Regions from separate parts of the Mus musculus genome. Here all the other regions are linked to region 7. Evidence: chromatin contacts called from public HiChIP or PLAC-seq and promoter capture Hi-C data. All regions are on one chromosome and are shown on one strand. The core of a region is the stretch at or near the end of the contact, and the rest is flanking DNA. Distances in the headings are between cores, read along the strand shown.

The links. Promoter capture Hi-C pulls out the DNA fragments that hold promoters and counts their contacts. HiChIP or PLAC-seq counts read pairs in DNA pulled down with a chosen protein or histone mark.
Region 1: a FOXA1 HiChIP or PLAC-seq map of pancreatic cancer cells shows a contact between it and region 7. The contact joins the promoter of Lzts2 here to the promoter of Slc25a28 in region 7. A contact is called at or near these places in 3 of 39 promoter capture datasets (cranial neural crest, hippocampal neurons and pre-B cells), 1 of 484 Hi-C or Micro-C datasets (CD8 T cells) and 2 of 115 datasets of contacts at active chromatin or transcription factors (double positive thymocytes and pancreatic cancer cells).
Region 2: a promoter capture Hi-C map of liver shows a contact between it and region 7, with 2.4 times the contacts expected there. The contact joins the enhancer-like site here to the promoter of Slc25a28 in region 7. A contact is called at or near these places in 6 of 39 promoter capture datasets (the 3T3-L1 cell line, cranial neural crest, hippocampal neurons and 1 more) and 2 of 115 datasets of contacts at active chromatin or transcription factors (astrocytes and pancreatic cancer cells).
Region 3: a contact with region 7 is called in a promoter capture Hi-C map of hippocampal neurons, with 3 times the contacts expected there. The contact joins the enhancer-like site here to the promoter of Slc25a28 in region 7. A contact is called at or near these places in 6 of 39 promoter capture datasets (the C10 cell line, frontonasal cranial neural crest, hippocampal neurons and 2 more) and 3 of 115 datasets of contacts at active chromatin or transcription factors (embryonic forebrain, embryonic stem cells and pro-B cells).
Region 4: a contact with region 7 is called in a promoter capture Hi-C map of hippocampal neurons, with 4 times the contacts expected there. The contact joins the promoter of Crtac1 here to the promoter of Slc25a28 in region 7. A contact is called at or near these places in 5 of 39 promoter capture datasets (cranial neural crest, frontonasal cranial neural crest, hippocampal neurons and 2 more) and 2 of 115 datasets of contacts at active chromatin or transcription factors (astrocytes and embryonic forebrain).
Region 5: a contact with region 7 is called in a promoter capture Hi-C map of liver, with 8 times the contacts expected there. The contact joins the promoter of R3hcc1l here to the promoter of Slc25a28 in region 7. A contact is called at or near these places in 13 of 39 promoter capture datasets (the 3T3-L1 cell line, the C10 cell line, the HPC-7 cell line and 8 more), 3 of 484 Hi-C or Micro-C datasets (CD4 T cells, CD8 T cells and embryonic stem cells), 7 of 115 datasets of contacts at active chromatin or transcription factors (the 230-238 cell line, astrocytes, bone marrow-derived macrophages and 3 more) and 2 of 9 other capture datasets (adipose tissue and liver).
Region 6: a promoter capture Hi-C map of the 3T3-L1 cell line shows a contact between it and region 7, with 2.5 times the contacts expected there. The contact joins the enhancer-like site here to the promoter of Slc25a28 in region 7. A contact is called at or near these places in 6 of 39 promoter capture datasets (the 3T3-L1 cell line, frontonasal cranial neural crest, hippocampal neurons and 1 more).

Annotation. Positions count from the first base shown.
Region 1 is chr19:45,016,818-45,020,105 of GRCm38.p6, forward strand. It overlaps Lzts2 (leucine zipper, putative tumor suppressor 2), which reads left to right and starts at 1,318. Exons shown (of 5, transcript NM_001130526.1): 1 at 1,318-1,413.
Region 2 is chr19:42,658,517-42,662,059 of GRCm38.p6, forward strand. No RefSeq gene overlaps it. Among named protein-coding and RNA genes, the nearest start is that of Gm25216, 40 kb to the right of the region's middle. Within about 2 kb of position 1,840, at least 109 of the 459 cell types and tissues checked have an H3K27ac peak or open chromatin away from gene starts, as enhancers often do. A contact at or near this core is called in astrocytes, liver and pancreatic cancer cells, where this site is marked.
Region 3 is chr19:42,291,354-42,294,903 of GRCm38.p6, forward strand. The region is part of intron 11 of Crtac1 (cartilage acidic protein 1); the gene reads right to left. All of the region lies in intron 1 of Gm34347 (a long non-coding RNA gene), which reads left to right. Among named protein-coding and RNA genes, the nearest start is that of Mir3085, 13 kb to the left of the region's middle. Within about 2 kb of position 2,103, at least 26 of the 459 cell types and tissues checked have an H3K27ac peak or open chromatin away from gene starts, as enhancers often do. A contact at or near this core is called in hippocampal neurons and second pharyngeal arch cranial neural crest, where this site is marked.
Region 4 is chr19:42,430,449-42,433,872 of GRCm38.p6, forward strand. It overlaps Crtac1 (cartilage acidic protein 1), which reads right to left and starts at 1,340. Exons shown (of 15, transcript NM_145123.5): 1 at 1,162-1,340. The coding sequence starts at 1,185.
Region 5 is chr19:42,517,426-42,520,670 of GRCm38.p6, forward strand. It overlaps R3hcc1l (R3H domain and coiled-coil containing 1 like), which reads left to right and starts at 1,380. Exons shown (of 7, transcript NM_177464.4): 1 at 1,380-1,432.
Region 6 is chr19:42,630,303-42,633,686 of GRCm38.p6, forward strand. No RefSeq gene overlaps it. Among named protein-coding and RNA genes, the nearest start is that of Loxl4, 19 kb to the left of the region's middle. Within about 2 kb of position 1,414, at least 90 of the 459 cell types and tissues checked have an H3K27ac peak or open chromatin away from gene starts, as enhancers often do.
Region 7 is chr19:43,672,980-43,676,312 of GRCm38.p6, forward strand. It overlaps Slc25a28 (solute carrier family 25, member 28), which reads right to left and starts at 1,902. Exons shown (of 4, transcript NM_145156.1): 1 at 1,497-1,902. The coding sequence starts at 1,787. It overlaps BC037704 (cDNA sequence BC037704), which reads left to right and starts at 2,199. Exons shown (of 1, transcript NR_045645.1): 1 at 2,199-3,333.

The DNA of each region.
Region 1 (3,288 bases), core at 68-2,567, 1.3 Mb after region 7:
AAAGTGGGTAGTTTGTGAATATGATGTAAGAAGTTTCCAGAGTGGCTGAATCCGGCTGTCATTGCGTGGAAGAGGGTTGGGAGGCTGAGTGTATTTAAAGAATGTGACTGGATGCAAAGGACTGTTGTGCACTCTCCCGTGCACGAAACACCAAGCCTTCTGTGAGTTGGCCTGAAGGATTATGGAATGAAGATCTATGGAGCCACGTGATGGATGAGACTGACTGTGGCTGCCCGAGACTGAATGTGGGAAAGGTCGTGTGGGTGTTAAGACTGTTGTTTTCGAGAGGGTAAAAATATTTGTGACCCCAAGAGAGACTTTGGGATGTCTGCTGCGGAGCCAGTGTAGGTTTGAGCTGTTCGTTCTTGAGATTATTGGGGGTCAGGTATCCCTCCCACCCCCTTTGAGCAGCGACCCTTCTCATAGCAAATGACCCCCGAGGTTCGGCTAGGGAGGCTGGAGCCATGCCAGGGACAAGCCTGGGCTCGCGGCCCGAGGGTGCTGTGCTGGAAAGGGAGTGGGATTGGTGGGGGTCTTGGGGGGGGGGGGCTGGTAAGTTGCTGGAAAGGGCCACCAGGTGGCGCCGATTTGGAAAATCCAAGCGTGTGACCTCCAGCCTGCTGGGGGTGGGACAGACAGCGACCGAGCCAGTCCCTCAACTTGTGCCCAGGAGCCGGCAACTGGAGAGGGATGGCTGACCCCCTCGGCCTCCCCATGGACCGGGAAGCTGGAGACTGAGGAGGGAAGCTTCTCCTAGAGGAGCGGAGGGGGAGGGGCGGGGCTGGCGCCGCGCCTTGGCTCTTTGTGCTGGAACAATGACCAGCTGCCGCTGGCCCTTGGGCTCCGGCAGGGATAGGCGATGGTGACCCGGCTCGATGAGTCTCGAGCCGGCCGAGCCTCCTAACACACACACACACACACACACACACACACACACACACACACACACACAGAGTCGCTAGGCCACTCTGGGAGGAATCCCGAGCGCTACCGAGCACACACACACACCACACTTAACACACACACACACACACACACACACACACACACACACACACACACACACACACACACACACACAACACACACACACACACACAGTTGCTAGGCCACTCTGGGAGGAATCCCGAGCGCCGCCGAGCAGCCCCCGCGTGCGCCCTGGCTGGCACGCGTGACGTGGGTTACTTGCGCGTGTCCGCTCCCCGGGGCGGGAACGCCCCTCGGACCCCTCCCCCCATCAGTGCGCACCGCCCACTCGGGCCGGGCGGGGGCCGGTCAGGGCCGGGGGCGCCGGCTGGGCGGAGGCGGGGCCGAGCCGGGCAGCTCCGAGTGGCCGCGCGCGGGCTGGAGCGGGCGGCGCGCCTGTGGAGTGCTGGGGCGGCCCGGGGCTGAGCATGGAGCAGCGCGGCGGAGGTGAGGGGTCCAGGGCTGAGGGTGCCCCAACTTCTAAGCGATGCGGTCCGGTGGGGAGGTGGCATTCCATAGACGCCCCCAGTTTATGGAAGGAGCGGACTATTGTGGGTGGCGGGGGGGGGGGTGGGGGGACACGACGACTCTGGGCTTTCAGTCTCGGAATGGCAACTCGTGATCCCAGACTGGATCCTGCTTGACTGGTCTCTGGAGTTTGAGTGTGTGTGTTTGGGGGGACTTTCCCCAACTCTCCAACCCCAGCCCTGAGGTCAGAGAGTTGGGACGTGGGCCAGACTCATCTCAGGCCCTGGCGCGGCCCCAGACTCTAGAACCCCCAGCTTACTTGCTGGGGTGGGGGCGCAGGGGTCTGTGTACCATAGTGATAGGTCAGGGAGTGCTGGGGAGAACCAGGGCTTTCTTTTTCCCACAGCTACAAACGCATTTCTCAAAATGGAGCCGCTTGCCCCTCCTTCTCTCTTGGGCCTCAAAAGCGGGAGCCAGGCTGGCTAGGCCTGGCTTTCCTGACGCCTGGCCCTCAGAGCTCAGCTCTGTGGCTCCTCTGGCTTTAGGGGTCCTTGCCTGTGTAGCTTCAGCGACCCTAACTCATGGGTCTGCCTCTGGCTCCTCGTGTCTGAGCCTCTTGGCCTTTGTCTCTTCTGTCTTCTGGCTCCTGTCTCTCTGAGTGTCTACCCCGGCCCTTGCCCTTCCTTCTGGGTCTCACTTTCTGTGTCCTCTGGAGTAGGGACAGGAGTGCCAGCCCCTTCTCACTCCTCACTATACTGTGGAGCAGTCTCCATCCCTAGGCTGGACCTTTTGGGGGCGATCTCAGTACCTACCCTACAGAGAAGTTGCTACACTTCAGTTCCTACCCTAGCTCTTAGCAACTCCTTCCTCACGCTGGACTCCTGTGAGTCTCTGGTCTTAACACTTAGAGGCACTTAGTGGAGAACAATATACAAAGATAAGATGGGGCAAGGGCGTCAGGCACTGTGATCTCACCTTTCCTCAAACTCTTAAGTTAAAAAAAAGTTTTAGGGAGGAGGAGTCCCCATTCACATTGGTGGCTTTGAATGTCACCCAGGTCCTCATGCACTCCCAGAACGCTCACTTATACAGATTGGTCCTGGGGAGCTTTCACACACTTTTCTTGTGTACAGTAGGAATCCATGTAACTGTCCCAGGAGAACTGCAGGCGTCCTGTAGAGATTTGTGTGTCTCAGTCTATGAGAGACTTGACTCAATGGACCCAAAGAAAGGAGGATTTTCCCTAGAATTTCATGCTAGGAGAAGAAGCAGAATGGCTTACTGAGGATAGGTGACTGGAAGATTTAGTGGTATTTACACAAACCTCACATATGTGTGCACAAACTGGTATATCTATCCAAACATTTCTCTTTTTGCCATATAGTGACATCCAGAGCCCACAGATTCATTTGTTTTATACACATTAATAACTGTGTGGTGTGCTTTCTAAGTTACGAAACTCATAACTTTGTAAAACATAAGAATTCACACATACAGCCTGGTGGTGGTAACACACACGCCTTTAATTCCAGCCCTCAGAAGGCAGTAAGAGGTGGATCTCTGAATTCAAGGCCAGCCTGCTCTACAGAGCAAGTTCCAGGGCAGCCAGGGCTACACAGAGAAACCCTGTCTTGGAAAAACAAACAAACAAAAAACAAACAAAACAGCAAAAAAGAATTCACAGTGGGCAGTGGTGGCGCACACCTTTAATCCCAGCACTTTAGAAGCAGAGGCAGAAGCAGGCCGATTTCTGATTTCAGGGCCAGCCTGGTCTACAGAGTGAGTTCCAGGATAGCCAGGGCTATACAGAGAGAACCTGTCTCGAAAAACCAAAACCAAAACCAAAAACAAAAA
Region 2 (3,543 bases), core at 590-3,089, 1.0 Mb before region 7:
TTCTCCAGGCTTTTAGGTTCAACTTGTCTCTGTTACTTGCCCAGTGTTTCAGAAGCGTAACAATGTATCAAGGAAAGGGATTGATGCTGAGGAAGCCCCTACTGTGTGTCTAACAAGCCCCTACTGTGTGTCTAACACGCTCCCTCCTTAAATCCTCCATGTGAGCCTAGCAGATAACAGAATCCAGGATCCAGAGGAGGCACAGAGTCTGGGATGTGTCCAGGGCCACACATCCAGGAAGGAGAACCAAGGTCTTGGGCTGAGTGTGACTGGTGGCTTTTCTCTGACCTGTTAGTATGAAGATCACAGGGAACATTTCTCAGGAGCCAGCAACACGGCTCAGCATGGGTGCTTTCTGTGCAAGGCTGGCTGGCTACCTTGGATCCCTGCAACCCAGATAAAGGTAATAGGAGAAAAGGCAGACTCTCCCAGCTGCCCCGAGGCCTCCACATGTGTGCTATGGGAGTGCATCCCTGTGCCCACGTCAATAATAAATGAAACAAAGCAAAACAAAAATGAAGCCAGTGACAGCTTGGGCTGGAATTTAAGCCACAATTAATTGAGCCAAAGGTAGAAACTGTCCCTAGACATGAGGGACCCTTGGGGACATTAAAATGTGCTTCTTGAATGTCAAGGATAAAGTTCTTCTAAGCTGCCGACAAATATCCATGAAAGGAATTTTAGCATTAAATAAAGTTCGACGAGTTTTTATCGATACCTTCTTAGAGCCATGTATGTGTGGGGTGGGGAAGGCCAGTAGGTAGTCCTGGCAACCTCACACTACTGAGGTAGAAGTTGTCAAGCATAACTGAGAGGCAGGGCTTCCAGAAACTTCTCTTAGAGCTCACTGACATTATTTTTAAAGGTTCTAAGAAGAATACTGGCTCAACTTTTTTCAGTCCAGACTTTTCTGAATTTTGCAATGGTCCCTCCTCTACTGCCCTCTTGCCCCTGGGGAATGTTTGCAAACATCTTTGGAATAGTCTAGGGGAGCCCCATCGGCCTGCAGGCAGCTCCACGGTGGGGGCCTGGGCTGTCAAAGCCGAAGGACACGCCCCTTTCTTTGTTCAACAGACCATGGGGCTCTGCTGCGAGGACTACAGAAGCTTCTCTTTGCTCTCTTGGTCAGAAAAGATGTTAGCTCCAGCTAGGATCTAGCTTAAAACGGGTGTCCTTCCAAATTGGGGGATTACTCAAACCTCTCAGCCTTTGAGCTAGAGGGATCCCTCGGGTCAGCAAACAAGTGTTCAGGCACGTGAGTGCCGCGTGGCTTTCGGAACACATGCAGGAGCGGGTTCCAGCAGGAGACTGATGCAGCCTGAATTGTAATCAGAGGAACACACTGGAAAACAACAGATTCGGGCCCTTTGCCTCTGGGCCGGCTTGGCAGCGTGGTGCACAGGACTCTGCTTGCCTCTGTGCTGAGCTCACCCTGCCAAGAGCCAGACTTTGTCCGAACATCCATGTGCGGGCTGAAGAGGGGAATCTGTTGACAGGACCCAGCTTCCAAGCCTGGACCTCGTGGCCATAGCTCTTCTCCAAAGTGACACGTAGCCAGGGCTGTTTACCCAGCAGAGTCAGTGCTTGGAGGCCACTTAGCTTGCCAGTGCTGTGGTAAGACGGAAATGCCTACATGGGCGTGGTGACATTTGTTTCTAGGTTGGAAAATAGCCTGGCAGTGTTCTTTGATGTCCCATGGTCCTGGACTGGCTTCAGGCCTGTCACCAGGCTTTCTGAGCCACCAGCTCTTCTGTGAGACATGCCCCCCCCCCCCCTGAGCTTAGCCTTCAGATTGGGTCATCAAGAATCTGTGGGAATCTCTGCATACCTTACCAAGTAGTCACTGTTTCTAGTCTGTCCTGAGTCACATGCATTTAAATGTCCCAGTAACGCCATGAGGGGGGAGTCCAAGGGTGCTCCTCATGTTATGTTGGGAAACTGAGCCCCAGAGAGGTGGAACTGGCTTCCAGGATTTCTGGGGTGGAGCTGGCATCTCTGCTTAGGTCTGATCTACAGAGGCCCGGCCCCAGTCACTTCATCTCTGCTTCAGAAATGGCCTCCCTCCGAGGGCCTGTTGGCGCGCTAGGGTCTCCCAGTTTCTCCTTAGGATCTTTTCTGCCAGGTGCTCCAGAGAAAGATGTGGGGAGGAGAAGTGGCCTTCTCTCTCTGGCTTGGAGGCCGCTGTCCCCTCGCTTGGGGTATCATAGAGTAGGGGCACAGAGGCTTGGAAAGGACAATTATCGAACTCACTTTGTCCTCCCAGAAGCTATGAGGGGAACAACCAAATATCTCATTTCATAGTTAGGAAACTGAGGTACAGAGAAGAATGTATGACGTTATATACTGACAAGCATCAGAGGTGAGGCCTAAACTCACAGTGGCTGGCTCTGGACATACCTGATGTACATTATGCTGTATTTTAGGTCTCAGAGGGCTGAAGATGGAAGATGTGGCCCTTTAATATGGTTCCTCGTGTTGTGGTGACCCCCCCCAACCATAAAATTATTTCTGTTGCTACTTCATAACTGTAATTTTACTACCGTGACGAATTGCAACGTAAATATCTATGTTTTCTGGTGGTCTTAGGTGACCCCCGTGAAACAGTCCATTGATCCTGAGGGGACTGAGACCCACAGGTTGAGAACCACCGCTGTAGAAGAAGCAATAAGCCCTCCCTACTCATACTATGGGAAGCCGAGTTCTATATCTACCTTTTCCTCTGCATCCAGGCCCAAGGGCAAGGTGTAAGAAGAGGAAATATTTAACTTTTTGTGTTACTCTGACCAAAAACCTGTCAAGAGGCAACCTAAGGGAGAAAGAAATTACTTTGGCTCACAGTTGTAAGGATACAGACCCAGTGCGGTGGGGAAGGCAGCTGGTCCCATTACACCACCCGCCAGGAAGCAGCTGACAGGAAGTGAGGGCAAGGCTATCAAAAATGTAAGGCTCACGGCAGCCCCTAATACTTCCTCTATCAAGACTCCACCTGAAGTGTTTCCACCATCTTCCAAAACAGCAGAGCTTGCAGGAAACCAGGTGTTCAAACACATGAGACTGTGGGGGAGATTCCACATTCAAACCACAAGGGGGAGTGTGCTGATGGGTGGTAGGGAAAAGGCACCCATTTATCTACTGGTTCCTTGGGCGCATTGCACCTGCAGTGTGTCTCACACTGTGATTGGCACAGAGGAATTTGGCTTTCATTGGACTGAACTTGAGTTTTTATCTCCATCGGAAGCCAGTTACGAAACTTCCGGGCGTCAGTGTCCTTCCCTCCCCAGGGAAGCTGGTGGCAGCACAGTTTCTGAGCTATAAGGAGGCCTCCGTGAAGTTAAAGACACTGGGGACTTAGAATAGTGCACGCCTGTGTAAGAGCTGAACAAGTGGTGGCTGTCAGTGCTATTATTACCTCTGTCCTTGGGAGCTCACTGTCTGGTGGGGCCCAGACATTAAAAGGAAGTAGATAATTTCCTGATGACTTGGGCCAGGAAGTGAGGCGGCATTGCTCAGAGCAGTGAGGTTAGAATTCCTGCCTCCTTGCTC
Region 3 (3,550 bases), core at 853-3,352, 1.4 Mb before region 7:
TTTGGAGGCAGCTTTGAGGCACTTACAAACAATTAGCTGAAGGGAAGGTGTGGTAGAAGGGGGGTGGGGTGGGGTGGTATCAGTGCGTGGGGTTGGGAGAACTTGAGTGGGTGACCACAGTCGGGGCATACAGGGGCCAAGCGGGTTGGCAGGACTTGTTTTCATTTGCTGGGATTGGCTGTGCACTGGTTCAGCCTACTGGCAGTCAGGAAGGGCAGAGGCAGCCCTGGGGGCTGGGTGGGCAGTAGTCAACACTATAAACAGAAAGGCTTATTTATGAAGCCGGCAGGTGGCCTGCACCCAGGAGGAGCCGCGACAAGGGATGGTGCGGGGAGGGGGCAGCTGTGCAGGAACTGCGAATGTGGTTAAGGTTCCCTGGAGTGAGGTCCCTGGAGTGAGGGCAGGGTCAGCCGGAGAAGGAAAAAGACCCATAATGCCCTGCATAGTTGACTGGGTCCTCAGGGGACCCCTAGAGACCAAGGCTAAGAAAGGTCCCAGAGTTTTGTTTTGTAACTGTCTGGTGCAGCACAACTCAGGTACTCTAGGGAGGGAGGTGAAATTACATGGAAGGTTTGAGTCTGCTGTTCTTATTTGTTCCTACATAGACCTAGGAAGGCCTGGAGCATACAGAGAGGCGACTGCAGGCAGGTGAGCCTGAGCAAGAGCAGCCTCCGGGAGTCTGACCCGCCCTCGTCCTCCTGTGGGGACCGGAAGTCCGTGTGGACCGGAAGGGCTGAGGTTATATACTTTCTGGGTACTCACCTCTGTGCTCACCCCCTTTCCCGTCCCCCAGCACCAGCTCACCACATCAGAAAGGAACAGCGGGGAGGGAATTCAGGAGTGAGGACCATCAGGGAACGGGGTTGCTTAGGTTGGGCCAGAACTGTGTGCCCACTGTCTGGAGGGCCTCTTGCAGCGCTCCCCTTCCAGATCCGGGCCCCTGGACACAGCCTCACCCTCTACTCAAGTTCTCAGGCATCCGAAAACCCCAGGGCAGGCATTTCTCACCCCCAACTGCTCAGAACTGGAAACAATCTAGCTGTCCATCAACAGGGGACTTGGTAATAAGTTATGAATGCTGCCACACAGTGCGATACTCTGTGGAGCTGGAGGAAAATAAAAGACGTGCACAGTGGTGGAGGGACAGCCAGGCTTTCACTGTTCAGGGCAGTAAAAAAAGCAAGCTTGCCATTTTTCATTCTTTAAAAAAACCAAAACAAAACAACAAACCAACCCCAAACCTAAGTAGTATGTATATTTATATACGTGCCCCTGTGTGCATTGCATGGGAGAATGGCTTATTTGAAGCGTGGCCTCATATTTGAAAATTGCTGTTGTCCCTTCTCCCGCCTGCTCCTAACTTCCTTTTCTGCTTGGCATTTTCTTTCTTTGTAGCACTTAATGCAATCTTAACATGGTCTATTTCACCTACTTATTCTGTTCACCATGTATTCCGTGCTTTTCATCTCTCACTAGCATACAGGGATTTTCAAGGCAAGGGTCTCGATGTAGTTCCTGCTGGGCACCTAGTAGGTGTTCAGTGCACACGAACGGAATGAACGGATCAAATGGGGCTGGGGTGAAGGAGATGTTTGTGTTTTTTACTTAATATTCTAAGCACTGTGATGAGGTTGTGGGTGATTTTTACTTCTTTTTATGATTTGTTGTATTGTCTCATTTCCCTATAATCAATACACATTGTTCTCACAATCAAGAGAAAAATTTTAAGAGGCCTCTGAGAACGAGTGTTGTGGGGGATGCTGCCCCTGCACAGTGACTCTCACCACAGTGCTGCCTTGGCGTTCCTGGATATGACAGGACACCCACTGTCTACCACAGCCTTTCCAAGCCTCCCCTGGAGACCCCAGGGAGGGAGCTTGGCCCAGCTCCCACTTTCCAGACTCTGCTCCTATCGCCCCAACTGAATATTCCCACCACTGGGCCTGGGCTCAAGCTAGCCTGGCCTCTGGGACGCTCTCAGCCCTGCCCCTGCCTTCTTAGTTCCTACCATCTTGCTAGCCACCCCCTCCCCCATCCAGTCTTCTCCTTGGCAAAGCTGTCCAGAGCAGGGCTGATTTGACTCACAAAACTCCCACACTCTCAAACTCCAAGTCAGCACCGGGTGCATCGGAGTTAGCTTTGCATGACAGCCTTACATGAGATTTCCAGGGTTTACCCAGCAGACTGGAGCGTTTCTTCCGGCCTCTCTTCCCCATGTCTCTGCCTCTCTTTCTTTCTGCTTCTGCCCTATTCTCTTCTCTTGTTCCTTTTCCTCTACCACTACCACTACCTGGTTCCCCCACCGTCTCTCTCCCTGCCTGCTCTGCCCTACTGCTGCCTTTCCCATCATTCAGCAAGGACAACTCTATGCTTGGCCCATAAAGAACCTGTTGGAATCCTAAGGGGCCCTGAAAGGCAGGGATGGAGCTGGCCTGTCTCACTCACTGTTCAGGCTTCTGTAATGATCCCGGAGGCTGCTCTAATGCCTGAGACCCATCTTAGGCAACTAACAAGGGTCTGTTCCAAAGAGTAGGCCTCCTTTTAGGGTCCTGCTGGGAATGGAGCCCTACAAAGGAGGAGCCTGGTAGGGGTAGGGTGTGGGACCCTTGCGGCAGTTTGGTTTAAACCAACAGCAAATCCCTTCTTTGCACAGTCATGAGGGCTGGCATCAGGAGGGGCCCCTAGTCAGATGTAGTTTATGTAGCCTGGGTGGTAGATGACTCCTGAGCACCCTGGATCTCACCAAATGATCCTGTGAGCTGTCCAGTCAAGGAAGCAGGCTCCAATGGTGATGACAGATTCTAGACAGAGAAAGGACCCAGGGAGGTCTCTAATACACATCTCAAAATACCAAAGACTGTCTATAGGATGTGAGGTCAGACAGTCTCAGCTCAGGCCCTGTCTCTCTGCTGGTTTACTCTGGGAGCCTCGATTTCTTTTTCTGTCCAGTGGAGCAGGGCTGACATCTAGCTTGATAAACATCCCACCTTGAGACAACAGCCACCTTGATGCTTGAATGGCCTTCTGGGATACCCAAAGGCTGAGGAGATATACATGTCGGGAAGAAAGGGGCGGAGAAGACACAGGAGGCGGAGCCACAGAGCTCACAACTCAGTGTCTAAGGAGGAGTCCAAAGCCAGCCTTTTCCTATCCTCAGCAGCTGTGAACTGGGTCAGTGCATTTAGCATTAACCTCAGATTTCTGCTCTGTAAAGTAACGGACTATGGCTCATAATTCGTCAAATTCCCAAGAGAGTTGATGAAAAATTTAGGCAAAGCCCTGCACATGCGAAACACTCCGTAGGTGTCAGCTACTGCTAGTTTGCAAGAGGGAGGACTCCATGTCTAAAAATCAGCTTGTACCTTTAGGGCCAGCACAGCAAATGGCTGCCTTAGGAGTGACAGATGCCCCAGGCTCAGGCTAACCCATCCAAGCGCGATAGCCCAGGGACATGCTCATATAACCAGGCCCTGGGTCCCCTAAATATTTATTGCTTCTTTCCCAGACTACATAAATATTATGTGTTCTCAATAAAAACCAGAATGCACAC
Region 4 (3,424 bases), core at 90-2,589, 1.2 Mb before region 7:
GGGTACTTCCTGTCCCAAGTTATCATGGTTTCAAATCTCCCCTGATAGCTTTTCCCCAGGAGTTCTTCCCAGGTTCAACACAGCATCAAACCGCTGTCCTCTACTCTGGGAACCTTCTTGCTTTCTTTTCCAACTGGCTTCATTTTTCGAAGTCTTGCACCCATCCCAGAAGGTACCTCAAGTGCAACTCATGAACGCTTCCAGGAGGACGGATGAGATGTACAGATGTCACGGTAGGTGAACCCACCCAATAGCAATAGTAATCATTAGTCATTCAAGAAGGAACCCCCCACCCCCACCCCTAGGGAGGCTCCCATCCCAGCTGGGATGACTTTGGATTCTTTAGTTGGTTTCTGCAGAAGCGGGACTAACCAGGGCTCCCAACTACTGTACTGCAAAAGAATCACGCTGCATTGCTGGGCATGCCCCCAAGCCTGCCTGCTGCCCCACCAAAACCTTTATCTGATTCCATAAGATCAAGGGGGGGGGGGACCCCATGGTTCCCCTAGAATGCCAGAAAAGAGCTTGCCTGAAACATCCTTAGCTAGAAAGCCAGACCACACCTCGGTCCAGCAAAAGGCGGCTGGCAGCTACGCTGTGTACCGGGCTGGCTCCGGGAGCACTCTGCCACTCAGCGCTGTGCAAGGGGAGACAGCTCGGCTTCCCGGGAGAAGAGCTATGCCCCGGGGGATCTTCCCCAACCTGGAAGCGTTGGCAGTCGGCCGAGGATGGTAGCTTAGTCGTCCCCAAACTGAGCCCGCCAGCTGGGTGACTCCCCGGGTACCCTCAGCACAGCCTTCACCTGCTCCGCCCCCTACTAGCCCCATTGCCCCCTTCTCAAACCGCTGACCTCCATCCTCTGTGCCACTAACACGTTCTCTGCCAACTGTGGGCTGTCACCCCCACACCTCGGCTCCCATCTCTTCCACCACCTCCAGCCTGGCGCCCGCCTTGCCCCCAGCCCGCGGGGAGGATCTGCGCGCCAATAGAGTCCAGCGCCTCTTGGCAAGTTGGGAGCAGCGTCGCCGCCTTCGCAGTCCCGATCTTCCCAGGTCCCCAGCTGCATCCCCGCCACCCCTGGGGGCGTGCGGGGAGGGGTGCGCTAGGCTGGCGAAACTTTCTCCGCCGGAAGGGGTGGGGGCTCCAGGAGCGGATACTCACGCCCGGGTCAGCGCTCGGAGCCATCCTCTGGCTCTCTCAGCCCCACCGCTTGGGGGCGTCGGAGCGCGGGCGCTCGATGCTGCCTCTGCCGCTGGCGCCGCCGCCTTGCAGCGCCCAGCCCTGGTCCCGGGCTGGCCTCGAGCCTCCCGCCCCGACGCCGCGCGCTCGCTTTATACAACTCCACTCGAGCGCGCCCGGGCTTATGTAAAGGCTGGCGGAGGCCCGCAGCCAATGGCGCGGCAGCTGGAGCCGGGGCCCAAGCTTGGGGGGCGCACGCGCGGCCAATCGCGGCCCGGGGAGCCCGAGGAGCCGGGTGGGGGAAGGGGCGCCTCCCCGCGCTGATTTAGGAGCCGGGATTGCGGTGGCAGCAGCCGGCAGCCAGGCTGGCCCGGCGCGGCGGGCATTGGGGTGGGCGGCGGCGCGGGCGGCGGCGAGGGCGGGTGCCCCCCGTGCTCTGCCGCGCCCCGCCGCCGCGCCGCGTAACCTTCAGGAGGCAGCGGGGCCTGGCGAGTGGGGAGAGGGCGCCTTGAGGGACGCTGGGGACCGGGCGGGCGGGAAGCGGATGTCCCCGGGGGGGGGGGGAGCGCGGGGAAGGCAGTGCAAGGGGGGGAAGGGAGGCCGGCGAGCCCCAGGACCCCGCAGCCACGCGGAGCGCAGGGCGGGGGGTAGCGGCCGCGCTGCTGTCTTTCTGCCTCCCAGATAGCGATCTGGCGGCTCCCAGGCCCGGCCAGAGCGGCCGCGCGAGCCACGCCGATGGCGAGATTTCTCGCTGGGGAGCGAGCTCCGAGTCGATCTTTATCCAGCCTAGGGACGTGTCCGAGCGCCTCCGGGGGACTGCTCAGTATGGGGAACAGAGCTTCACCACGGTCCCAGAGGGCGGGGAGCAGGCGAGCGCAGCTCGGCGGTCAGGCGCGGCGGCCCAGGCAACTGCGGGCAGAGTCTGCTTTCCCACATCCGCGCCCTCCGCCCCCGCAGGCAGAGTCCTCACCGTACCTAGCCCCCTCTCCAGCAACACCCACCAGGGCTGAGCCTGGCCCACCTGCTCAGGGCGTCTGCATCTTTTGCCCACACGGAGTACTACCGCTTGCTCTTTCTCCGTTGTCACCAGCTGGCACAGCTGGGTGCAATGGCTTTGGTCTCTCTGGCCCAAGGGTAGTGGTGGGAGAGCAACTAACATGGAGATGACTTCGTTAGTAGCTCCCCATATACCTGTGTTTGGGGCAGGTAACTTGCTAAGGTCCACATCAATGGACCTTTTGCATCTACAATAGAACCAGGCTTATAATAGGTGCTCAGCAAGTAGTGAATTTTGACCTTTCATGAATAAGACCGGTGGATTTCTGAAAGCCAGACCCGAGGCCTCGGAGAAGGATATGGGACTCTTTGCTCAGCTCCAAAGGCTTTGCGATCACTACTCACTAACTAGCTTGGCGTCTGTATGTTTGACGCTTAAAAAGACTTGGATGAAGGTTCTGCTATAGAGTTCCCTGTCAACCAGTTCCTAGCTGGACCTGGTTATCTCCCAGTACTGATTAGAACTGTCAGCCCCGTTTGTGCTCTTCTCTTAAAAGCAGAAGCTAAGCGTAGGCAGAGTCCATCTCTTGGGCCGCCAAGGAGCTCCTCAGCGGTGAGGAACCATTGAGAATCTGGCGAAAGTCACTGGCGTCTCTTTCTGGAAAAACTGGCCAACGTTTACCCATAAGTGACTTTCGAGTATAATTTCAGGATCATTAGGAATCCCGAGACTCTGGGTGCTCGACCCAATATCAACCTGTTTCTTCAGGGTTCCAGGCCAGTGGTTTGTAATCAACCTCTCTCTAGGGGTCGGAGACTGTTCTGTACCCTGTGAGAATCTGAATGGATGTGTGGATGTGCTTCTGGGAAAGATGCTCTCTCTCTCTCTCTCTCTCTCTCTCTCTCTCTCTCTCTCTCTCTCTCTCTCTCGTGTGTGTGTGTGTCGGGGGCAGGGGGTGTTGCTAGAACATAATCCAAGGTTCTGCATCAATACACTTCATCCAGCAGCAAGTACACTTGGTCCCAAGCACACCCCTGGTCCCCAGTTCCCTCCAAAGGAGCAGCAGTAGGCTCAGCATCCCGATGGCTCACACTACCGCCCTGTGCTGAGGATATCTGCATCTGTGTGGCTGTGGTCCTGGCACTTGAGAGACTGTCTCCACACTTGTCCTCGGCGTCTTAGTCCCTGCCACTTTCTTTATGTGGAAATAAATAGCAGGTTGTCGGATTCTGTCTGATGCACGACTGT
Region 5 (3,245 bases), core at 130-2,629, 1.2 Mb before region 7:
ATGGAACCATTTGACTAGTATCTGTCTCTTCTTAAGGGACCATAAATCCACAGGGGTAGGCACTGGTCTGCTCATTATTTTCGGCCCCAGCACTGGCCCATTGTAAGCAATAATATACAACCATTTTGCTGAGTGGTCAGCTCACCCGAGGGGGAAACTTTTTAGGAAGGCTCACATCTAACCTATCCCATAATCAGATCTGGTAAGGGATGGGAAGGAGAGTAGTGGATTGGGAACTACTATTTTGTAAAAGCTCCAAGGTGTTCACCTTCATTCCTTCTCTCAAACTCAATCGAATGGTGTCTTTACAGGGTTTTAACACAAACACGACTTGATTAAATTTGTTATTTACACAACTCGGCCTTTGGCAGTAAGGACCCCACAGCCGTACTGAGATCAGTAAGGAGAACAGTAATCAGCTAAGAAACTAAGCAAGTGGGAATTAAGTATCTGGCAGTGGAAATAAAGAACAGACTCAAATGCTAGAGAGAGAGCCTCTACAGGGTTTGGTTAGCATTCAAATGTAGATGAAGAGGCATTGGAGATAGATGGGAAGGCAGTGAACAGAGAGGAGAGACACAGTATGAACTTTTCAAATATTTCTTTTTTTCTTGTATAGTTCCGAGATCGAATCCTGGGCACTTCACCTGTTTGCCAATCACAGGGCTATACCATTCGCGCCACCAAAGCGTTCAAGCCATTTTTTGACAAGTCTGCAAGATAGGAATGAGATAGGGTCGTCTAGAAGTTGGGAGTACGATAAGCTAAAGCAAAAAAAGGGGCCGGGCTGGACGCTCCCCTTCCTTATTCTAAGAATTGCAGAGAACAATATTCAAGAGGTGAGTTCGGGGGGGGGGGGGAGAATTACAGGAAGAGACCGAGTCGAACGGCATGGAATGAGGAAGGCAAAGCTGGATAGTGTCATAGAAAATAAATGATAATGTCCAAGAGCTTCAATGACTAATGCTTAAGTTAGACAGCCTGAAAATACTTGCAGTGGGTTTGGCGACAAGGACACTGGCTGCAACAAGGACATTTTCTGCGGGGGGCAGAAGCTGCAGTGTAGAACTCAGCACACACAAGGAAGGAAGTAGAGACGCTAAGTGCAGATTACGCTCGAAGAAACTCGCCCGTGGACGAGGAAAGAGACACGGTTATGATTGAGCAGGACGTGAGAAGATTTGAGCGCTTTCACAGCTGAGGGTTGAGATGGAGGATGGACGATACAGGAGATAGAGGAGCGTCAACGCCCTCCCGCCCTCTCCATTTGCCGGCCCCGCCCCCCACGCGACGCGACAGGGGCTCGCGAAGACTACAACTCCCAGGAGGTCCCGCGGCGTGGGCGGAGCCAAGGCCTGGCGCGCACCCCAGCGGCGAGCGGAAGAGCAGGCGCTTCATGGTGGCAGCGGAAGCGGAGAGCGACAGCGTCCCGGTAACCACGAACCCTTGAACCCGATTCTTTCTCTCCCTGAGCTGGTGCTGGTTGCCCTCGCGTCTTTCCTCCGGCTCGGGAGAGGACCCTCTTTCCTCCTGTGTGTTAACGCTGGTTTTCTTTTCCTCCGGTGACGCGCGGGGCAGGCCCCCGCCTGGGGCGGAGGTTATTGGGAAGCTTCCGCCCTTCGACCTGTTGGAGCCCCGGGGCGGGAGGGCCACCCTCCGGTCTCTTCTGTTTTCTAAGGGGCCGGAGGCCTGCCTTGGGCCTCTGCCCTAATGCTTCTTTCTGGTAGAAATCGTCTCCAGTCACCAGGTAGCGAGCGGGGTCTTAGGACCCCTCTGGGCTGCGGAGCTGTGGACCACCGAGGTGGCTTCGGGACAGCCCGGGGCCGCGGGCGATTCCCGGGCAGTGGCACTTCTGCTCCGCTGCTAGGACCCCCGGGCTATGGGCTGGCCGGGAACAGTTTGTAAAGTAGGATGTTCTTCCTGCTCTTCTCGGGCGGTCCTCAGAAAACTTCCAACCCACTTTATCGAAAGTTGTCTTACAAACTTTTTTTTCGTCGCATCTGAGTTGTGAGGGAAAGAGTACGGGGTTTATAGAGTCTGAATCCTGAGAGGATGATGGGTTGGCCACTTGATGGACCTGTGGTCTTTTGTAGTCCTATTACCACCACCTTGGTTTCTCTGTCTGGAAAAAAAAAGAGGGGGTGCAGGGTCTTTTGTACTATGCTTTTCAGTGTTATGATCTATGTGTGAGACGTTTGTGCTAGAAAACATTTAAAATAAAGTTCCTGTACCCTCTCTTGTGTGGTCCAGGTCAGTTGGATTTTAAAATCAACGGTCATGTCTTTATGAAGACCGGAGTTAATGGTGTCTTTAGAAACTGCGATGAAACCTACAAGTGTTAAAGCAAGGTTTCAAGCGGAGAGGTGACATTAGGGCTTGACCACCTGTGGAATCGGTGTCAAACTTCGAGGCCCATCAGCATGCGACACACAGCCAGCTGCCCCTGTTGCTCGGTTTCCGCTCTTGGAAGCACTACACATGACAAGCATCCCCTAAGACTTAGAGCTCCCGAAGCTTGGTGCTGAACCACCAGTGTCTAGGGTTTGTGGGTTGCAGGCACTACTTACTCATGTAATAATAGCTGCCTGAGCTATTTAGCGCAGGGTTGAGGTGTCTGTAGTTCATTGGTAAGATTGCATAAGGCTCTGAATTCTCTCCCTAGTAGTAACCACAACAACAATAACAAGCAACAGCAGCCTTTAATCCCAGTACCAGAGTCGGAGGCTGGCTGGTCTCGGAGATTTTGGTAGCCTAGTCTGGGTAGTGAATTCCAGGCCAGGAAGAGCTCCTCTTTAAAAAAAAAAAAATTACTCTTTTTCACTCTTAGGGTTGCCTAGGTTTCCCATAGTGCTGCTCTGACGTGGTTATTGGGTATGCTCTTAAGTAAATACTTTTCTAGAGATTGCTTTTCTTTTTCTTTCTTTCTTTTTTTTTTTATTTTTTTATCTTGTCAGTTTAAATTGGACTGGTCTTTTGTTTGTAACCTGTACTTGAGTGTATTTCACTATGTAGTGTAGCTCCTAGCAGGACAATTAACTATGACTCAGATATTGACAAGAATAGAATTCTATAGGACAATTTTTGTGTCTCTATTCCCCCCCCCCATATATGCATACATGTATAGGGTTTTTTTTTTTTTGTTGTTGTTGTTGTTTTTCATTTTTGAGACATGGTTTCTCTGTATAGTCCTGGCTGTCCTGGAAACCACTCTGTAGATCATGCCAGCTTTACACTCACAAGAGATT
Region 6 (3,384 bases), core at 164-2,663, 1.0 Mb before region 7:
GACTGGGACAACGGCTGTGAACCAGTTGAAATTCCTCCCACCATGAGCAGGGGTTCACCAGACTCACAATCACTTCAAATACCCCTCCTGCCCCCACCACAAGGTCTCTGTGTAGCCTTGGTTGTCCTGGAACTCACTCTGTAGTGAGTTCCATGCTGGCCTCAAATTCACAGAGATCCACCTGCCTCTGCCTCCCAAGCACTAGGATTAAAGCCACCTAGCTTCTTCAACTCATCTTTAGTCCTGGGTTTTATCTCAGTTCATTAAGTTCTGGCCCCTGCCTTGGCAGGGGAGATGACCTGACTTTCAGGTGAAGGTCAAAAAGAAAAGATGCCCATTCTTAGTGTGCAAACTGGCAAAAACTAGTTTGGGAAGACAATTTAATTATATTTTTTTACAAAGTTAAATATACATATTGCATATAGTCCAACTCACTCCTGGGTGTTTCCCTAAGGGAATAAAAATAGATTTACATAAAAATGTATACCTGAATGCTTTTTTAGCAGCTGGATTCAAAAATCAACAAACAAAAATCCTCAAAACATCCCAAATGTTTTTCAGTAGATAAGTAAAACTGTGGGACATGGTGGCCCCTGCTCAGCCACACAAGGATCAAACGCGATGGCCGGTGACCCTCAGAGGCACCTTGTGGCCACAGGAACTAGCCTCAGCACTAAAGACCTCTTGGCTGCATTTCTAGAACATTTTAGAAGAGGCAAAGCCACAGTGGAGAGAACACGTTAGCAGTGGTCAGGGGTTCTGGATGTGACTGCTAAGGTAGCAGGAGGTTTGGCTAGTAACCTGACTGAAATGGACTGTGTGTGAATCTGCCTAACATAGCAGGCCTTCAAGCTGCTACAAATGAACCATCAGTAAGCCACTCCCCACCCCAGTCAGCCCCCCAGCCCCCTGCACACACACACCCAAAGATACAGTTATCCCAAGGCAACCAACATAACAGCAGGGCTTGACATGTCGCTCAGTAATAGAGCACTTTCCTGACATGCTTCAGACCCTGGGTTTGATAGCCAGCACTCCCAGGTCAGCAATAGCAACACCCTCAGCCAGCTGTATGCTCCAAATAAGATAAAAAGCATGAAGGAAAAGACACGTGGTTGCTAGCATGTACCAGACCTAACAGCGCCAGGAAGGGAAGCATCCCAGGGAGGGGGCTGGTGCTGCAGACCCCACTTTCTGCCGTGCCTTGGCCTCAGAACGGACTTCCCTCTTGACCACCCCCTTCTCCCACCCAGTCTGAAGGAGCACCAGTTCCTAGGCTTTCCCTGGAGTGCCCAGAAGCTGGTCAGGAGGCATCAAGACCCTCTGCGGTCTGGATTCTGGGGAGCAGCTGGCTGGCTCTAGGGACAGAGGTGTGAATCACACTTGAGTGTTACTTGGAGCTCCGCCCACTCCCTGGGATTCCAGAGAAAGGAAAACCACCCTCTGCTTCCACCCCAGTCATCTATCAAAGAGCAGTCTCGCTCCACCCTTTTTACTAGGAAAGACTCCGGAAGCGGAATTAGCTGGAGTCAGCTAAACTAGCCAGGAATTTAGGAAAGCATGCATGAATGACGCAAGGATGCCGGGAAGAGGGACCCCAGGGTAGCAAGCTCCCAGCTGAAGCTGATGCTGGCAGAGTCTCTGCGCCTGTCTGAGGCTATGTAATGACTCCGGGGACACAAGGTTGCATCAGGAAGGAAGAGGGGGAAGAACTCGGTGGTGGCTCTAGCCATTTGTAGCTGGGGGCTGGGGGGGCGGGGTGTACATTCTTGGAATACATTCTTATGGCTTGAAGTGATGGGCTAGGTGTTGGGCAGAGCTGGGCCATCCCAGGTGGCTCTGGGGCCACCAGTGTCAGCAACCAGTACTTTTCCCCGGATTACTCACCCGGCTTCAAAACAACCGCACCCACTTGCTTCGGAGGCTGTCCTGCATTTTTCACCTTTGGGCTATCATGCCAAGAAGAAATATCAGCCCAGGAGGAAGCTTTTGGCCAAGTTCAAAGGGAAGGGCTTTGGGGAATGGAAAGTCCTTTGAAACCTGCCTCAGAGGGTGATGGCCTGACCCAGATTTTCCCTTTTCAAAAATATGCTCAGAGCTCAAAGGCCCGAGTGTCATGTAGACATGGGTGTGACAGAGTTCAAGGAAAACAGAAAACAGGAACACAGCTGCAATTTCACTCAGAGAAACCTCAAACCTGTGTGCAGCCAGCCTCCAGAGCTTTTAGCCTGTTCGGGCACGGTTCTGTGGGGACTCCGGGGACACTAGTAGGGGTTGAGCCTGGAGCACATCCTGTGTCCCTGGCTGCATATTTGGGGCCAATTCCTGTCCCAATAGGAGGACCCTCTACTTCATCCCTCCTGCCTGGCTATCTTAGTTTCCTGAAACCCAGTAGGTGACCCAGCCATCACCCAGTAGGGATCCCCCCACCTGGTGGTGTTTCTGAAGCCTGGCACTTCAAAGACTCCACCCTCCGCAGAGAAGGTGGGCCAGGGTTACATTTCGTGCAAGCATGTCTCCTGTTCTACAGTTTCCAGTCATCTCCATGACAGACAAAAAACTTGTCTATCCTCCTTCCAGCAGGGCAAGAGGGTTTGACCCAGAAAGGATAATCTTGGGTCTCGTCCAAGTTTGATGCCTACCTTTCCCCTGGAGAAAGACTTGGAGGCAGTCTTTTTGGAGATTCCAGTCTAGCTGGGACTGTTCAACCCAGAATTATTCGGTTATCCATTGAGTGATCAGTACCACAACACATATGAGTCTCACCTGAACCCAGCTGCCAGGGGCCCTTGCCGTTCTATGACCTCAAAGCACCTCATCAAAGCAAGTCTCTGCTCTCACATCGCAGGCTCCTGTCTCCTTCATTCTCTCCTATCTGCCACAGACCCTGTGATTGAGTTATGCTTGGCAGCATCTCCCAGCCCAAGCCCAGAGGTGTGTTCTCCACGCTGTGGTGTGGCCCAGACTCTGAGGCATGTCCCTTAGCCAGCTGCTTTTCGGTAGGTTCTGCCCGTGGGAGGCAAGAAGGAGACAAGAAGATAGAAGAGGGAGCTGGACCTTGCTCTTTACTAGATCTCTCACCCAAGGATGGTTGTTTATCTCGGTAGTTAAAGCCAGTTCCTGTGTCTGGGTTTGACACATGGTTCTAGACTCAGCTTCCTTGCGTCCTTCAGATGTACGAAGCAAAGTCACACCTCCCCTAGAAGCCTCATCTTTTCCCCAGCCCTAGCTCCTAGCTTCTAAGAACACCTTTCTGTGTGCTTTTGCCTGGGGCTGGCAGCTGCTGTTTTCAGCCAATCTCAGTACTCTCTATGTATCCATCTAAGTAGCTACCTAAGTATCTATGTATCTACCCATGTACTTATCTATGTATCTATGTATGTA
Region 7 (3,333 bases), core at 652-3,151:
TTTACAGCTCATTAGTGATTTCTCTCATACAGGCTTTATTCTTTCTTTTAAGGTAAGTCACAGCACGTTATCTGGGAAACGCTGCTACCCAAGGAACACCTCCAGCCTTAACTCCAGGTCACGGTCTAGTTCTCTCCAGTGGCAAGGACATTTAAAATGCTCATGTTTACCTCAGTCAGGTGCACTTAGCCTGCTAGGAGCTAACCTGGAGTGTACTGAAAACCCTGGCCAACTCAATGCCATTCACAAAAGTTCAGGAACTCTCTCTCCATCACCCAAACTCATTCACAAAACCTCGGGAGCACTTTCCCTAGTTCCTTATCCACTTTACAAATGAAAATGCAAAACAGTACTGAATCCAGGGGCAAGCAGAAGAAAGTGATTTTTGCATGGCTGACGTGGATGCTATCCTAAACGGGAAAGCATCCATCAAAGAGCTGACAGGCCAGTGCCTACACAAGTGGTGTAAAGAAAGCATCGACGATTTCAAGAACCCCCTTGAAGTTACTGCCCTTTCAGTAGCTGGCATCTCGACTCAAGCACAAGTCTAAGAACAGCAAGGAAAAACAATGTTTCCATTTTCCCCCAGGCTTCTTCCCAGAGACCTGACCTGTATGTGTATTAACCGTCCTGCTTGGTTGTGGATGCAGTTGGCTTTACGTCCAGCCCTGAGCGTACCCTGATAATCTCATTCTGTTTCTCCACATCTGCTTTCTAATATCATCACACTTCCCTCCAGCTGTTTTCCTTTTTGTCAAATTCAGGGGCCCAACGAAAGAGACTATCAGTTTCACCTCTGTTGTGTAAGGGGCTGATGCACTTGCTCCCTCAACATAGAATCTTAGTCCCAGCTCAATTTTTACGTTCAGGAAATAGATGGGCTACCAATCTTGCCTCGCAGAGAAACCGAAACCGTTTTTCTTAACATGCCTTATTCCCACATCCATTCCAGTCTGGAACTCTCACTTTTGACTGCACAATGATTTTTTTTTCAACCACTCCCAGGTTAAGATTTAATACGTACTTTTATCTAGCTGAGAGATCCCAGATTCCGGTTCCTGCCCCGTCACTTTAAAGGAAAGACGCAGCAAGGAGCTTGTGAAAGCGCCGACCCGAAGCACATCTCAACCCAAGCTATCGGATAGAGTTCACCGTCTGATTTCATGCCAGCTGGTTTGTTATAGACTTACCTGTGCTTCGGGATCCCCCCCCCCCAATCCCATCCCATCCCTGCTTAGTCCCAATCGGGATCAAGTCTTTGGCTGACAAGATTTTTGCTTCGCCTCACTGACCGTTAGAAGTAAGTCCTGGTTCCTGACTGAGCTCATCTACCAGCCAGGACTTTGCTTGCACGGAGTATTGGCTCAAACCGTGTGTAGAGGTAGGAGCCAGGAAGAAACCTATCAGCTCTGGGTCTCAGTTGGGATTCTGGCTCTAAACAAGGTTCAGGGTCGGGTCAGCCCCAGGTCCGGTTCGCAGCCTGGTCCAGGTCTCACCTTGACGCAGTCGATCGGGTACATCACGCAATGCTCCAGGATCCCTGCCACGGCGCCCGCCACCATGTGCGTGGTGACAGTGGCTCCAGCCGGCAGCGCTTCGTATTCCGGGCCGGACTCCGGATCCAGCCGTACAGGGGGCTGATAGGCCCCCGCCTCCCCGCCGCCGGCCCCCCGGCCCACGCCCCGCTGCAGCCACCCGTCCAGCAGCGCCGACTCCCCGGGGCTCCGCCCGGGCCCAGCAGCTGGTCCTCCCGCCACGCCGCCTGCACTCCGCCCCTCCAACTCCATCCACTTCGGCCAGCCGCGGCGCCCACACGCGCCGCCGCTGCCGCCACCACTGCCGCCGCCCCCCGGCCCCGTTGCGTCCGCCTCAGGCGCGGCCCAGAGAGCCCGGGGCCTCCGGCTCCCGCTTGGCCCCGAGGACACGCCCCCCAGACAGCCATTGGTGTAGGCCCTAACGTGTCTCCGCCCCCTTTTTACGGAGCCAAAATGTATCTGTGTTATTCGTCAGATAGCTTGTCATTAGTCCCGTAGGTCCCACCCCTTCCCCTTTGATCTTGGAAGCGTCTTGTTTATTGGCTCTTGATTGGCGGACTTGCCCGATCGACCCGCCCCTAGCGTTTCGGAGGCGGGAGAAACGTAAAGCTGAACTTTGATAGGCTCAACCGCTCTAGCTACTTTGGCGGTGGCCATTGGCCCGAACCACTTCGTTCTTCCATTGGATGTGGAGAGAAGCGCCTGGAGGACAGGGACCGGCTCCCGGCTGTACCCCGGCGCGGCGTGCGTGGCGGTCGGGACTGCCGGGGAGAGGGGGCGGTGCCAGCCAGACCTTCAAGGTCAAACCGCTGTCGGTTGCCGTTAGGACGCGTGCTCTGGCGTGCACCGGGTGTCGAGTAGCACGGTGCGACTGTTCCCGCGGGATCTCAGGCGGGGGCGGAGTCAGCCCGGACCCTGCGTCCCCTGGCACGGCCCAACCCGCCGCTAGGGGAGATCGGCTGTGAGCCTCGGGTGGCTCTGGAGTGGTGTGCCATCAGCGCAGATCCGCTCGCCTTGGGCCTCCCACCCAAAGCCGCCTAGTGAACCCTCCAGTGGGTGGACCGATGAGCTCTCATTGGGTGGACTCTGCGTTGGGAAAGGAGAAGGCGAAATGGGATGGTTCGGAGGCGACGACAGGTGTCAGGGTCTTGGAGCACCATCCCAATCGCGGCAGAGCAACTGCTGATGCCTGGGAGTGGAGCTTGTTCCGAGACATACACTTGAACTTCGTATCCCGAGCTCGCTTGCTGATAAACTCCACCGGGTCTGATGGCTGTCCGCTCTCTCTCTCCGGGACCGCTGAGCTGCTGCTTCTTGAGAACCGCTCCCCGGTTGTAAAACGATGCTAGGGACGTCTGGTCCTCAGGGCCACTACCTTGAGCAGAAGCGGGCACTGAAGCGACTCTCGAGCCTCAGCCTCTACTGAGGAGCGAGGGCCCCTTTCCGCTCGCTGGTTCTGCAGGCTACCTCAGGCTCCCTTCTCAGCAGCGTGTTTGCACACGCTTCCCCAGTTTCTAGCTCTGCCTTTACAACCTATTTTAATGAGATGATGACGCAATTGCAAACTTTTCCATCTTTTCGTAGCGCTTCCTTAGAACGGTTGGAGGCTTTTCCATTTCCTCTCTAAAGCTTAGCCCTTCGGCGGACGGGTCTTTCAACTAATCTTTGGCAGTAGTTACTAACGTTTGTGTCGTGATCTCTTGGAAAATAAAGCTCTTAAGTTCCCAACCCCATCCCCAGTCACACACAAAACTGCTTTTTATTTCGGGTTTCAGCGTGAAGGAGATTCCGTTAACCT